2 separate regions of the Mus musculus genome follow, and region 2 is linked to region 1. Evidence: chromatin contacts called from public promoter capture Hi-C data. All regions are on one chromosome and are shown on one strand. The core of a region is the stretch at or near the end of the contact, and the rest is flanking DNA. Distances in the headings are between cores, read along the strand shown.

The links. Capture Hi-C pulls out chosen DNA fragments and counts their contacts.
Region 2: a contact with region 1 is called in a promoter capture Hi-C map of liver. The contact joins two enhancer-like sites. A contact is called at or near these places in 21 of 39 promoter capture datasets (the 3T3-L1 cell line, 3T3-L1-derived adipocytes, the C10 cell line and 14 more), 5 of 15 datasets of contacts at CTCF or cohesin (the NIH/3T3 cell line, hippocampal excitatory neurons, pro-B cells and 1 more), 154 of 484 Hi-C or Micro-C datasets (the 3T3-L1 cell line, 3T3-L1-derived adipocytes, the AML12 cell line and 80 more), 19 of 115 datasets of contacts at active chromatin or transcription factors (the NIH/3T3 cell line, astrocytes, bone marrow-derived dendritic cells and 10 more) and 4 of 9 other capture datasets (adipose tissue, embryonic stem cells, liver and 1 more).

The regions. Positions count from the first base shown.
Region 1 is chr9:42,997,189-43,002,915 of GRCm38.p6, forward strand. Arhgef12 (Rho guanine nucleotide exchange factor (GEF) 12) reads right to left here. Exons shown (of 41, transcript NM_001359232.1): 16 at 4,670-4,712; 17 at 4,258-4,363; 18 at 3,781-3,918; 19 at 3,169-3,201; 20 at 2,760-2,874; 21 at 1,878-1,983; 22 at 386-598. Among named protein-coding and RNA genes, the nearest start is that of Gm36648, 52 kb to the left of the region's middle. Within about 2 kb of position 3,568, at least 15 of the 459 cell types and tissues checked have an H3K27ac peak or open chromatin away from gene starts, as enhancers often do. A contact at or near this core is called in the AML12 cell line and liver, where this site is marked.
Region 2 is chr9:43,224,185-43,229,911 of GRCm38.p6, forward strand. It overlaps Oaf (out at first homolog), which reads right to left. Exons shown (of 4, transcript NM_178644.3): 2 at 692-826. Among named protein-coding and RNA genes, the nearest start is that of Oaf, 13 kb to the right of the region's middle. Within about 2 kb of position 2,852, at least 67 of the 459 cell types and tissues checked have an H3K27ac peak or open chromatin away from gene starts, as enhancers often do. A contact at or near this core is called in the AML12 cell line and liver, where this site is marked.

The DNA of each region.
Region 1 (5,727 bases), core at 2,318-4,817:
GGTGTTGGGTCTTCTCTTCTTATTTATGAACAGTCTCCCTGTGTGTGCCTGGATGGCCTTGAACCTTTGATCCCTCTGCTTCTGGCTCTTGAAGGTGACTCTGGCTCTATCACCTTACCCAGGGGCTCCAATGTAGATTTTTAGTTTTGTGACTTTCCTCGTGCATCTTATAAGCTTCAAATGGCCGGCATCTGTGTATAGTTAACACCTCAAGAGTTCAGGCAGTGGTTTGGAGTTTTGATTTTTAGGAAAATAAAAAACTATCATTCAACATATTTCTATTGTGAACTGTAGAATACTACAATATTTAAATCAAACTAAACTGGGATTCATTTGTAATTAAAATCTTCCATTTTTCCACTGTTTACTCTAATGAATGACTCACCTGTATCATTCTCTCTCCCTCCCTCTTGGGAAAGAGCAGTCCCTGAGGTGGCAGAGGACATGGAACTGGCGGGCAGGTATCCAGTGTCTGTTCCTTCATTGGCTACTCCACTCTGGCGCAACTTGGCAGGGTCCTGAGGCTCAGGACTCACAGACGAGGGAGTGGATAAGTGCTTCGGGTGGCGTGACTTCTGTATCTCCATGGCCCTGCCAACTGAACAGAAAGCAATGGTCAGAAGCATGTGTTGCAGAGCGGCTGTACAGGAGGGAAATAAATGGGGTTGGGGTAAGGAAGGAGAGAGCAGATAAGGAAAGTTAAGAGGGATGGAGCAGAAGAAAGAACATAGAAGGAGAAGCTGGCAAGAGCAGTGGCCGTGGAGGCAGAGGGAATGCTGGGAGACAGTTTTATCTCCTGAAAAATTAAAGATGCAGCCTCTATCTGTGAGTGTTATCCCTCTCCACCTTTCCCTATATATTCACAATATCTCCGCTGTACCAAAGACTGCCCTCCTCCTTACTCTTGCTCACATCAGATTCTTTCGGGTCATCCTCTGCTACCTTATGCATCCTCACATGGCTCTGGACAGCCCGAATCTAAGTCCATCTTCTCCTTCTTCGCAGATTGCCTCTGCCTGGCACTTGCAGGACTCCCCATGTCCTGGAGACGCAGCATCACTGCTCTCCAACCAAACTGTCACCCCATTATGCCAGAACCTCAGGTGAGAAGCCCAGCACAGGCTGGCTACCTTCCTAGTACCACATCTGTCTCTGCTGCCACACTGTCTGGTGGTCTGACCTCGCTCTGCAGATGGGGTTGACAGGCTGTCAGAAAAAGCACAGTGGACACATGGAAACCACAGAAATACGCAGAAAGTAAGTAACAGTAAGTACAAAGGGACTAGACAAGTCATGGTGGAGTGATCGATGACCAGGGGTGTGCATGCATGTGTGTATGTGTGCGTGTGGTGTGCAGGTCTGAATGAGACAACTCTGAGTACTATTTCCATTCCTCAGTCAAAGTCCACATTCTTTTTTAAGTCCAGCCTCTTCTCACCTGGAACTCAGTACGTAGGTCAGGCTAGCAGGCCAGGGATCCACCTGTCTCTGGCTTCCCAGATTCCAGCTACTACATTCGGCATTCTTCCTCAACATGGGCTCTACAGCAGATTGAATGTCTCTTTTAAGAGCTTTACCAACTGAGCTAGCTCCCTGGCCCAAAGCTTTTTTTTTTTTTTTTTTTAAATTGAATAAGATAAAAATCAAAGATAAGAAGCCGTGGCAGGCATGGGATGGCACACGTCACTGATGAAGATGTTCACATCAGTTAATACAGCACCGTAGGTGAGCTTTGTTCAGAACAGCACTAGGGGAAACAAGGCAGAGTGCAGCATCAGCAACAGCAGCTGCAGAGCAGCTGCCTCCAGCAACACATTCCCGACCAAACAGGCTTCTGAGGAAAGGCAGCAAGAACAGCACCTCGAGCTTCAACGTACTTGCACTGTTGTCGTGGCGGCTTGGTCTTCTTGGGGGTCCCAAAATGCTGGGGAATCCTCTTCGCTTCCCTTTTTCTTCGCCCTCTCTATCTTTCTTCATGCTTTGCTAAATTCAAGGTACAATTACAGTAAGATAAGAGACATGGAATAGTAGGTCTTGTTGTTGTTTTCAAATACAGCAATGTGACTCTAATGGCCAGCTGAAAGGAAATGGCACGATACTCAGAAAAGAACCACGGCGCCCATGGAGCCGAGCTGCGTGTGAACCTCCAGCTCAGCATGCCTTATTTTCTGCTTTTGCATTTTTGGTGTGAGACAACATCTGATGTAGTCCTGGCTGCCCTTAAGCCCACTATATAGACAAGGGTGACCATGACCTCTGGATCTTCCTGCTTGTAACTCCCAAGTGCTGTTGATGCAGGCCTGCACTACCAAGCTCAGCTTTCAACACAAATAATGCTCTTAGAAAGTAAAAAGCCAATTTTACCAGCAGCTTGCTGACAAACATTTGCTGTTTTACAGCATCATTCACCCATTCAACATTTTCATAGTATGTGAAAGCACCGTGCTAAAAACTAGGGACACACCTTTACACTCTAAGAAACACTAAATAAAACCTAATAATTACTGAGACAGGTGCCCTGAAGTGACAGTCTAAGGTACTGGTTTGCAGGCGGCAGGCATATAAACGTTACCTTACCTAATAATAAGCTTTTCTATGTGTGGATTTCTCACTAGATAGTTTCTTGGCAAGAGAGACCAAGTTAGACCTATCACGATGCTCAGTGCTGATGTGCTGCCTTAGTAAACGCTGGGAAGGAATCACTGTCCGCAAATGTGCAGAATGGCAAGGTAGCCCCTGTGCTATTGCCCCAGCCGCACCTTGATCTTTGGAAGGAAGCCGATCCGACCCCGCTTGTGCTCCAAGTTTCGAGGTTCTTTCACTTTTACTCCCAAATACTTCATATACATGAGAATTACATACTGCATTGTGGAACTGGAGGAGAAACGATTGAATACTGTAAGAATTCTGATGTGAGAAGGATGGTCAGAATAAAGAGATCAAGTGATTTCTAGAGGCCCAATGATGGAAATTAATCAAGGCAGAAACTTTAAAAAAAAAAAAAAAAGTACACAAACCAATTCTATCCACATGACACTAGAGTTACAAACCAAATAAAAAACAGGCCACCAGAGGGAGCCTACAGTCTACATATGAAGTTTAAAGAAACAGACATTTTAGAGCAGAGAGAGAACCTAGCTCTAGTTGGGGTAGGGAACATTATATTACCTCCTTTCTTCTTCTACAGCCTGAGCAGTCATCCTAAAAATAGGAATATTTTAAGGTGAAATACATACAATTGCAGATGGTCTATCTATAAGTCAGTGATACATTTGGAAGTGATCTATCTGTAAGTCACACAACACAGTTCAAGGCCCTGGGTTCAATCCAAGGTGCCATCAAAAAGATCAAAGAAACATATACATTTAATCAGAGATTTGCTATTTAAGCTTAGACACCTGAAACAACAGAAAAGAACTAAATGATTAGGGTCCCGTGTACATCAAGGATAAAATACTCAAGCAACTCTACTCCACAAAGGACCCCCACCATTTCACAGCTGCGTCATTAGATGAGTGTGTTCCACAGCAGCAAGTACTGCCCAAGGCCTTAAGTCATGCAGTGAAAGTGGTCACCAGCGCTTATCACTGACTACAAGTCTTGGAGTTACTCATTAACCAACACTCAGAACGGAGAAGGCAAGAACTTTCAAAAGGAAAAAAATTCCATTTCCAGTGTCAGGACGAATAATTCTACACATTGCAACCTGACTGCTCCACCAGATCTGCTTAAAGAGGGCTCCAAGCAAAAGCAGCATTTCTGCATGCCGTTCTGACTTACAACACTTCTTCAATTTTGGTAACGATCTGTTCCGCACATGCTCGCTCCTTCTCCAGAGTTCCCCGGTCCTTGTCTCTCTCTGCATCAAGTTTAGTCAGCTCACTCTCAGCCAAGGTCAGCCCCATGCTGCGTTTCTGTCTAAAAGAGTTAGGAAAAAATATCTCAGCAGAGAGCAAACTATCTCCCTCTAGGTGTCTAGACAGCCCTACCTACAACTGACTATGGACAGGCAGGATGTCCTGTTTCCTACTTTGACCTAACAAGTTGAGGGTCAAGATGCTGCACTGAGCCACCTCCATGCTGAAAGGGCCTGAATGGAGACTATGGACTCTCATCCACCCTCTGACTTCAGATGCCCACTATGTTTAACGACAGGGCTAAGGTCATATGGTTTACATATGTAGCTTTTTCCTATTTAAAAATATAAGCCAAATAACTCACAATGAGCACACCAAGTTTTCTCTAACCCCAGCTTACCGGAAATCCTCCAAGTGCCTCTGAACTTCAGGGTGGACTCTCTCCTGCATTGTCTGAATGTAGAGGCGATGCAGATCCTCAGGAATAAGCTCAGGTCTTCTCTTTTCTGCACAAAGAAGAGGAATTAAGTGATCTAAAGAGATGGTCTATGCAGCCTGACACTGGCAGCACAGTGACATTGCACATCCACACTGAACTTACTACACCAGAGAACTTACTCAGTGCAGTTACTGCACTTCCTGTCAGAAGCCAGCTCTCATCCTTTCATCCTCTCAGTGTAGTAGACTCTCTTTCAGCTGTGAGTCACATGGTTAAAGTAGCCTGACTAAACTAACATAAAACAGCGGATCTGAGGCGAGCCACAGTTTGATGGAGACACTAATCTTCAGGGACTCGGGTGCTTCAAACTTACCTAGATCCACGGAGATTTCCTCAGGAACTGGAACCTTCAGGTGCTGAAACAACACAAGCAGAGTCAGAGCTGCCCCGCAGGCTTCCGGGGCAGACTGAGGAAGGTGTGTAGGTTTATCCTAAAGGTGTTTGCTAATCCAGCTGTTCTTGCCCGTCCAAGTGACACAGCCCTGTCTATTGCTTAGACATGGAAATAAACTCTTTCCCCAAAGTTCTGCTGTGAACAAAGAACTAGCCATTTTATCGGGCAGCAAAATAAATGCTTCGGTACCACTCCACGTAACTATCTGACATCAGCTTACTATAAACGCTGGTCAATATAATCAGTTATGCATTACCTGAAATGATACAAGTAAACCTAAGCTATGCGTCTATTATATAGGAAAACTTGACTCACATAAGTATGATGTTCATGTCTGAATCTGAGCGGCTCATCCTACAGACCACGTGATTATCAGTAATGTTCTTAGCTAACTGTTAAATCCCTCAGCAGTACACTGCCGATGAAAAAGTACTGGATGTTATGTTGAGTTTTTGAGTCTTAAACTCTCAACAACAATCAGTAATAATCAGTAGTTCCTGCAGTAGAACTGAAGCAACTATTTTAAGATACACTTCTTTCTATCAGGATTTCTCCCCATAAGCATGAAGAATTATTATCAGACTATAATGTTCTTTACCCAATAACTAAACAGAAAATCTTATTATTTTGTATTCAGAGGAAATATCTTGGTTCTTATACAAATTTTATACTGTACACCTATTAAAGTCATATATTTCCTAAATTTATAATTCTTATAAAGATCTAAAGTTGTAAATTTGAAAATAAGTCAGTGTTAAAATATTATGAGACCATTACATAATTTATTTTGGTGTGTGTATGTGATGTGTGCACATGTGTGTAAGTATTTACACTTGTACATGCATGCATCTGTGAAGGCCAATGTTGGCTTCTACTATCACTCTCTACCCTATTCTTTTTTTTTTTTTTTTTTTTAAAGATTTATTTATTTATTATATGTAAGTACACTGTAGCTGTCTTCAGACACTCCAGAAGAG
Region 2 (5,727 bases), core at 1,602-4,101, 230 kb after region 1:
TTCTTGTTTTGCTTCTTGGATTTCTGGGGCTCTTTGGCAAGTTCAAGGTGGTTCTGGGAGACAGGGTAGGTAGGCTAGGCAAACTGTTGTAGGGTACATGACAGTGTGGGTTGCCTGCTTTCTGAATCCAGGGGATGAGGTCTTTCGGAGCAGGGTGGACAAAAGGTGGAGCCTCGGGGGGAAAGAAGTCACAAGGTAGGCCTGCAGCACAGGTCAGCTTAGATAAGCTATGGAAAACCGGAACTCCAGGGAGGGATCCTATGCAGGCCAGTGGGCCAAAGGGCGGCCGCAAACAGTATTTCCCGATACACTTTCCCGGATGAGTTCTGATTCTAACCTATGTCCTTAATGTGGAGACCAAGGCATTATAGGCAAGGCCATTTGTCCAGTGTCACTAACGAGGGACAGGGGACAGGTGATGTTCAATCCCAATTCACAGTCTACATCTCTATCTCCACCCAGAAAAGAGTGGGACCTGGATTAGTAGCTCGGGGTGACCTGAGAGTTGGGCCGCGGTACAGAGTAGAGATCTGGGGCTCTGTAGTCAGTTTGATCGGGAGCAAAATCAGGGAATCCGGACCTTCCATGGTGAGTGAATGTTAAGAGAAGGCGGGGAGGAAGAGTGGGGGAGGGGGCTGCCTGAATGAGGACAGGGTGACTGCAGGGTTGGGGCTCTGGGGTGGGCACTCACCTGCCGGAGCTTGGCCATGGCCTCACTGGGGATGATGTCATTGTGGTGCAGCCTTGTGACAAAGCAAAGTGCCTGGAACTGACTCTGCCCCTTCTCCAGCTCCCCGAGGATCAGGGCTCGGAAGATCTTCACGTCCTGAAAGGGAGGGGTAGGAGGATGGAGACCAGCGGGAAGGAAAGGCCCCGGACCAGCCCTGGAGAGGACAGGCCTGGACACTGTACCAGGGCCTGCCCCTCCAGACACCTCCTTCCTCAGATAACCAAGAAACCGCTTATCTTTTCCATTCACACCCGTGACTTCAGAGATCACACCTCCAGGGTTTCCACAGCTTTCTGGAAAACTGACAAAGTCAACCACCCACCGGGAGAGGTTTTCCAAAAGAACCCTTTGACCGGACAGACCTTAATCTCAAGGAAGCCTGCACCTGTTTTTGGTTCTTGTCTATCACCAAGGCCTCCCCTCAGTGAGGACCCCAGTGTCCTTAAGCCAGAGCACTGTGGGGAGAGGAGGGACTACATACATGTTTACAAGCACACATTCCAGAGCTTTCTCAGACTTTGTTACTCTGTAGCTCTTGGGGGGGGGGTCAGAAAACCCCTGGGCATTCTGCAGTCAGCCTGGCCCCTAGCCCCCCACCTCCATTAGGGACTGTGGGGACAAAGGCAGCCGGCTGCAGCTGTTGCTGCCTTCCAAGACTGGAATGGCTCACCTTTCCCCTTCCCTCTCCATTTCCCCTTTCCCTGTGGGGATAACTCATGGTGTGACCAGCAGGCCAATGGTTTCCTTCCTATTCGGAATCACAGGATGCAAGAGGGAGGCTGGGGCAGGAAGAGGGGCAGAGCCTCAGGCACCTTTTGCTGTCTGATGGCAGTGAGAACCCTCAGCTGCATCTGCCTGCATCCTGCATACCCCAACCCCAATCTCTATCTCACCAACCACAGTGCCTGCCTAACTCTCCTGGGGAGAAGGAACTTAGTAAGTCTCAGAAGGGGTCTCAATGTGGGAAGAGCCCTTCTGCAGGCGGGGACACACACACACACACACACACACACACACACACACACGACACACCTGGGCTCAGCAAGTATGGCTGGGAACCTTCCTGGTCCCTATGCCCACAGCTCTACCCTGACACCAGACAATGTAATCCTAGGATTTTCATGGCCCTGCACTTGTACCCTGGGCTGTCTCGTCGGCAGCCCCCTTCATCCAGGCCTTACTGAACAACGGCTAGGGTCCAAGTGTTTGGAGAACGGGGTCAGAGTGTTCCCCAGGGTTCTAGATACAGGGAGGTGCTGATGGTTCCACCTTTAGGCCACATGTGTTAGCCGTCCCAGGCTTTCTCAAGCCTCCCTGTGACAGGGGACAGACAGCTCATGTCCCTGGCACACTTGGGTGGAGCTGATGACCCGGAGGGGTGTGAGTATTCAGCACTGTAAACAGAGGTTATTGTCATTGCTGTCGTGACCAGCAAATGTCAGGGATGATCCGTGACAAGAGCAGCCCATTTTCTTATTGTTTTTGTTTTGTCTGAGACAAGGTTTTTCTATGTAGCCCTGGCTGTCCTGGAACTCACTATGTAGACCAGGCTGGCCTCAAACGCAGAGATCTGCTGCCTCTGCCTCCTGAGTGGTGGGATTAAAGGCGTGAGCCACCACTGCCCTGTTAATAATCTTCTAACAGATTTCACCAATACTGTAACTCTACAAGGGGTCTCCCTGACTGCCTTTACTAGAGACGGATTTATATAATGACTTACTTTAAATGCAACAACTGGGGACGGGCATGTGAAGGGTAATAGCCTAGAAAAGAGAAATTGAGGCCCAGCTGGGGAGAAAAGTTCCCTGAGGCTCCTCATCCCAGAGCCTTGGAAGGAAGGTGAGTCAGCTCGGCTTAACACCACTTCCTCTAGACAGGAAATCCCTTCTTGGGTCACCGTGCTGGCATCTCCTTATCCTGCCAGCCTGGGCCATCTGATCCTCCATCAACTTGGGTCGGCCGAGGGGACACTGGAGGGTGACCTGCTGCTGGTGGCTGATCCCATTCTGGCTAGGCACAGTTCTGTCAGGTGGGTTCCACATAAGATCTCCCACTCCAGGAGTCTGAGTCAGGCAGTACCTGGGAGGAGCCTCGGGCAAGATCCAAAGTCCACCTCACTGGTATCTGCAGCTCTGAGCCTTGTGGGAATCCTATCTGGAGACTGCTGTCTTCTCAGTGACACATGAACTAAGTAAGTACCCAGTGTTCTCAGGGCTGCCGAGGGGCTCAGTGAACGGAGATACCCTCTGCCCACCCCAAGGAGTGGAAGGCATTAAGCGTTTAGAACCAGACGAGGCTGGAAGAGCTCTGCTTGAGGAGTTGAAGAGATGGTTCAGTGGATAAAGTGCTTGTCACACAAGCATGAGGACCTGAGTCCAATTACCAGCACCCAGGTTAAAACAACAACAACAACAACAACAACAACAACAACAACAACAACAACAACAACAGTTGTGGTGGAGCATGCTTGTGATACTGGCATTGGGGATGCAGAGGCAGGAAGATCCCTAGAACTTACTGGCTAGCCAGGTTAGTCTAATCCATGGACACCAGGTCCCAGTGAGAGACTATCTCAAAATATGTGGTGAGCAATGATACCTGAGGGTGACCACTGGCCTCCTCCACACATGCAGATGCATGTATGTTCACATGCACTCGAATGCTCAAGTGCATCTGCACATACACCTACTTGTGTGCACACACAGAGACACAGTCAGTCAGACAGACAGACAGACAGACAGAGACAGATAGACAAGACCCGCTTTATAGTTCCTTCCCTGTTTCTCAACTAGATACTAATAGCAATGACAACCACCAGATGCAACCAACACTGAGAAACTGCTGCCTGGGCACGGAAGGAAGTCCTCTGTCACTGTGTGGGGCAAAGAGTCACTGAAGTCGATAACTGGGAAAGAAACTGCCAGTTCCTACGCCTCCAATGGATTGCCTCACGGCTCAGAGGTCGTCTCCACAACAGAGGCAGAGCTCGGTGACAGCTTGGGTTGGGTAACCTGCTCAAGGCCATGGACTTAGGGGAAATGTAGCCGGTGTTTTAACCAGGTAGTCCAGGCTATCCCACAGCTGAGCCCTTTCCCCAGAGAGTACAGTTACCTCCTGGATCAACTAGCCAAATTTCCCTGATGTGCAAGGATAGAAACAGGCTGAGTGGGTGCAGTGTACACCTAGCACTTGGGAAGTGGAGGCAGAAGGACAGCCAGCTAGAAAGCAGTTTGAAAGAGACATTTTGTTTTGAGGGCAAAATAGAAGGAGAGAGGAGAAAGGCGGTGAAGCTGAGAGGAAGGAAGGAAGGAAGGAAGGAAGGAAGGAAGGAAGGAAGGAAGGAAGGAAGGAAGGAAGGAATGAACTGAAGCTTAGGCCCACAGAACCGGTGAATGGCAGACATAGGACTAGAACCTGGGTTCCTTCACAACATCCTCACTTGACCACTATACCTAAATCCTTGGTTGATTGCCTAGGAACATGGCAGTTCCTCCTCTCACTCTGTGCGCCTAACCAACAGCCTGATACAAATAAAACAGCAGGCAGGAATACCTGCTAGCCACTGTCCGCCCTATGAAAAACCCCTTTATGCCAGAGTTCTCTGATCTTGCTTTTTTTTTTTTTAAAGATTTATTTATTTTATGTATGTGACTACACTGTAGCTATCTTCAGACACACCAGAAGAGGGCATCACATCCCATTACAGATGGTTGTGAGCCACCACATGGTTGCTGGGAATTGAACTCAGGACCTTCAGAAGAGCAGTCAGTGCTCTTAACCACTGAGCCATCTCTCCAGCCCGAGTTCTCTGATCTTGATCATGTTTCCGCCCCAAAGCCACACGTCCTTTGCTGGCTCCAGGAAAGGAGCGGACATCATATCCTGACTGTGGCCTTCCCACCTGACCCAGTAGCAAGGCTCCAGAAATACACAGGACAGTGTGAAAGAGCTCCCCTGCTTTGAGAACATCTGTCCAGATGTTAAGATCTGGTTGAATCCAAGCCAGATGTAAACCTGGCTCCCAGTCCCTCTCCTTGCCTGGAGTCCACTAGGAAGGTTCATCCAGATGTTGTCAAAAGCCCAAGACAGATGGTGCAACTGGACAAAAGCTTTTGGCATGGGATAGAGGCTTAGGGTCTGGGCTGGGACTCCCAAACTGGGAGTCCTCCATACAGTCCTTTCTCCCAGAGACCTTTATCCCATAAGGAAATGCTGGGGCATACAGCAAGAAGAGGCCAGGAGGGGTCAGGGAGGGTTGCTGAAGTCCTGTGTATAACTGAGGCACAGGTAGGCTTGGACATATAGCTAAGACGGAATGCTAAGAACCAGAACTCCCTGCATCAGACCCTGGCCTTGCTGCTTCTGGCCAGTAACCATGTGTAACCACCCACCAATGAATCTGTGAAGTCTCTGGGTCTCGGTTTCTACACTTGCCAACGAGTCCATCAACAGTACTGCCTTTCGGAACCACCATAAGCAATGAAAAGACCTGACCAAGCTCAGAACATACACCAGGACTCCAAGTTTTTTCTCCCGACACTATAATCCTTTGTTCCCAGTGTCATCTACTCTAGGCATGAGACATGGTAAAGATTGTTCTGTAGATGGTCTGGAGGGCCAGGCAGGTTAGATGACCCCCGTGAGGCCACACGCATCAGCAGGAGATCACTGAGTGGCGATCCCCGAGGCAAAGCTTCAAGGGAATGGCCAAGTCCAAGGGCCCTGTCATTAAAGGACTCCTGAGGTAAGGAAGGCTGACTTCACACAATCAGCTTCAGTCCCAGGGTGAAAGGCCTAGAGTTCAAGTTTGTGCTGACTGTCCTGGAGGCGAAGGATGGATAAGGGAATAGGCTGGGGCTGGAGGGATGGTGGGAAGACTCCACAGGGAGGCCACCGAGTCAGTGTGAAGAATGCAGGTGTTTCCACCCCGGAGTGCCGGAGTGCCATATTAAATCCAACCATCCCCTGACTCTACCGTCATCCGAGCATTTAATGCC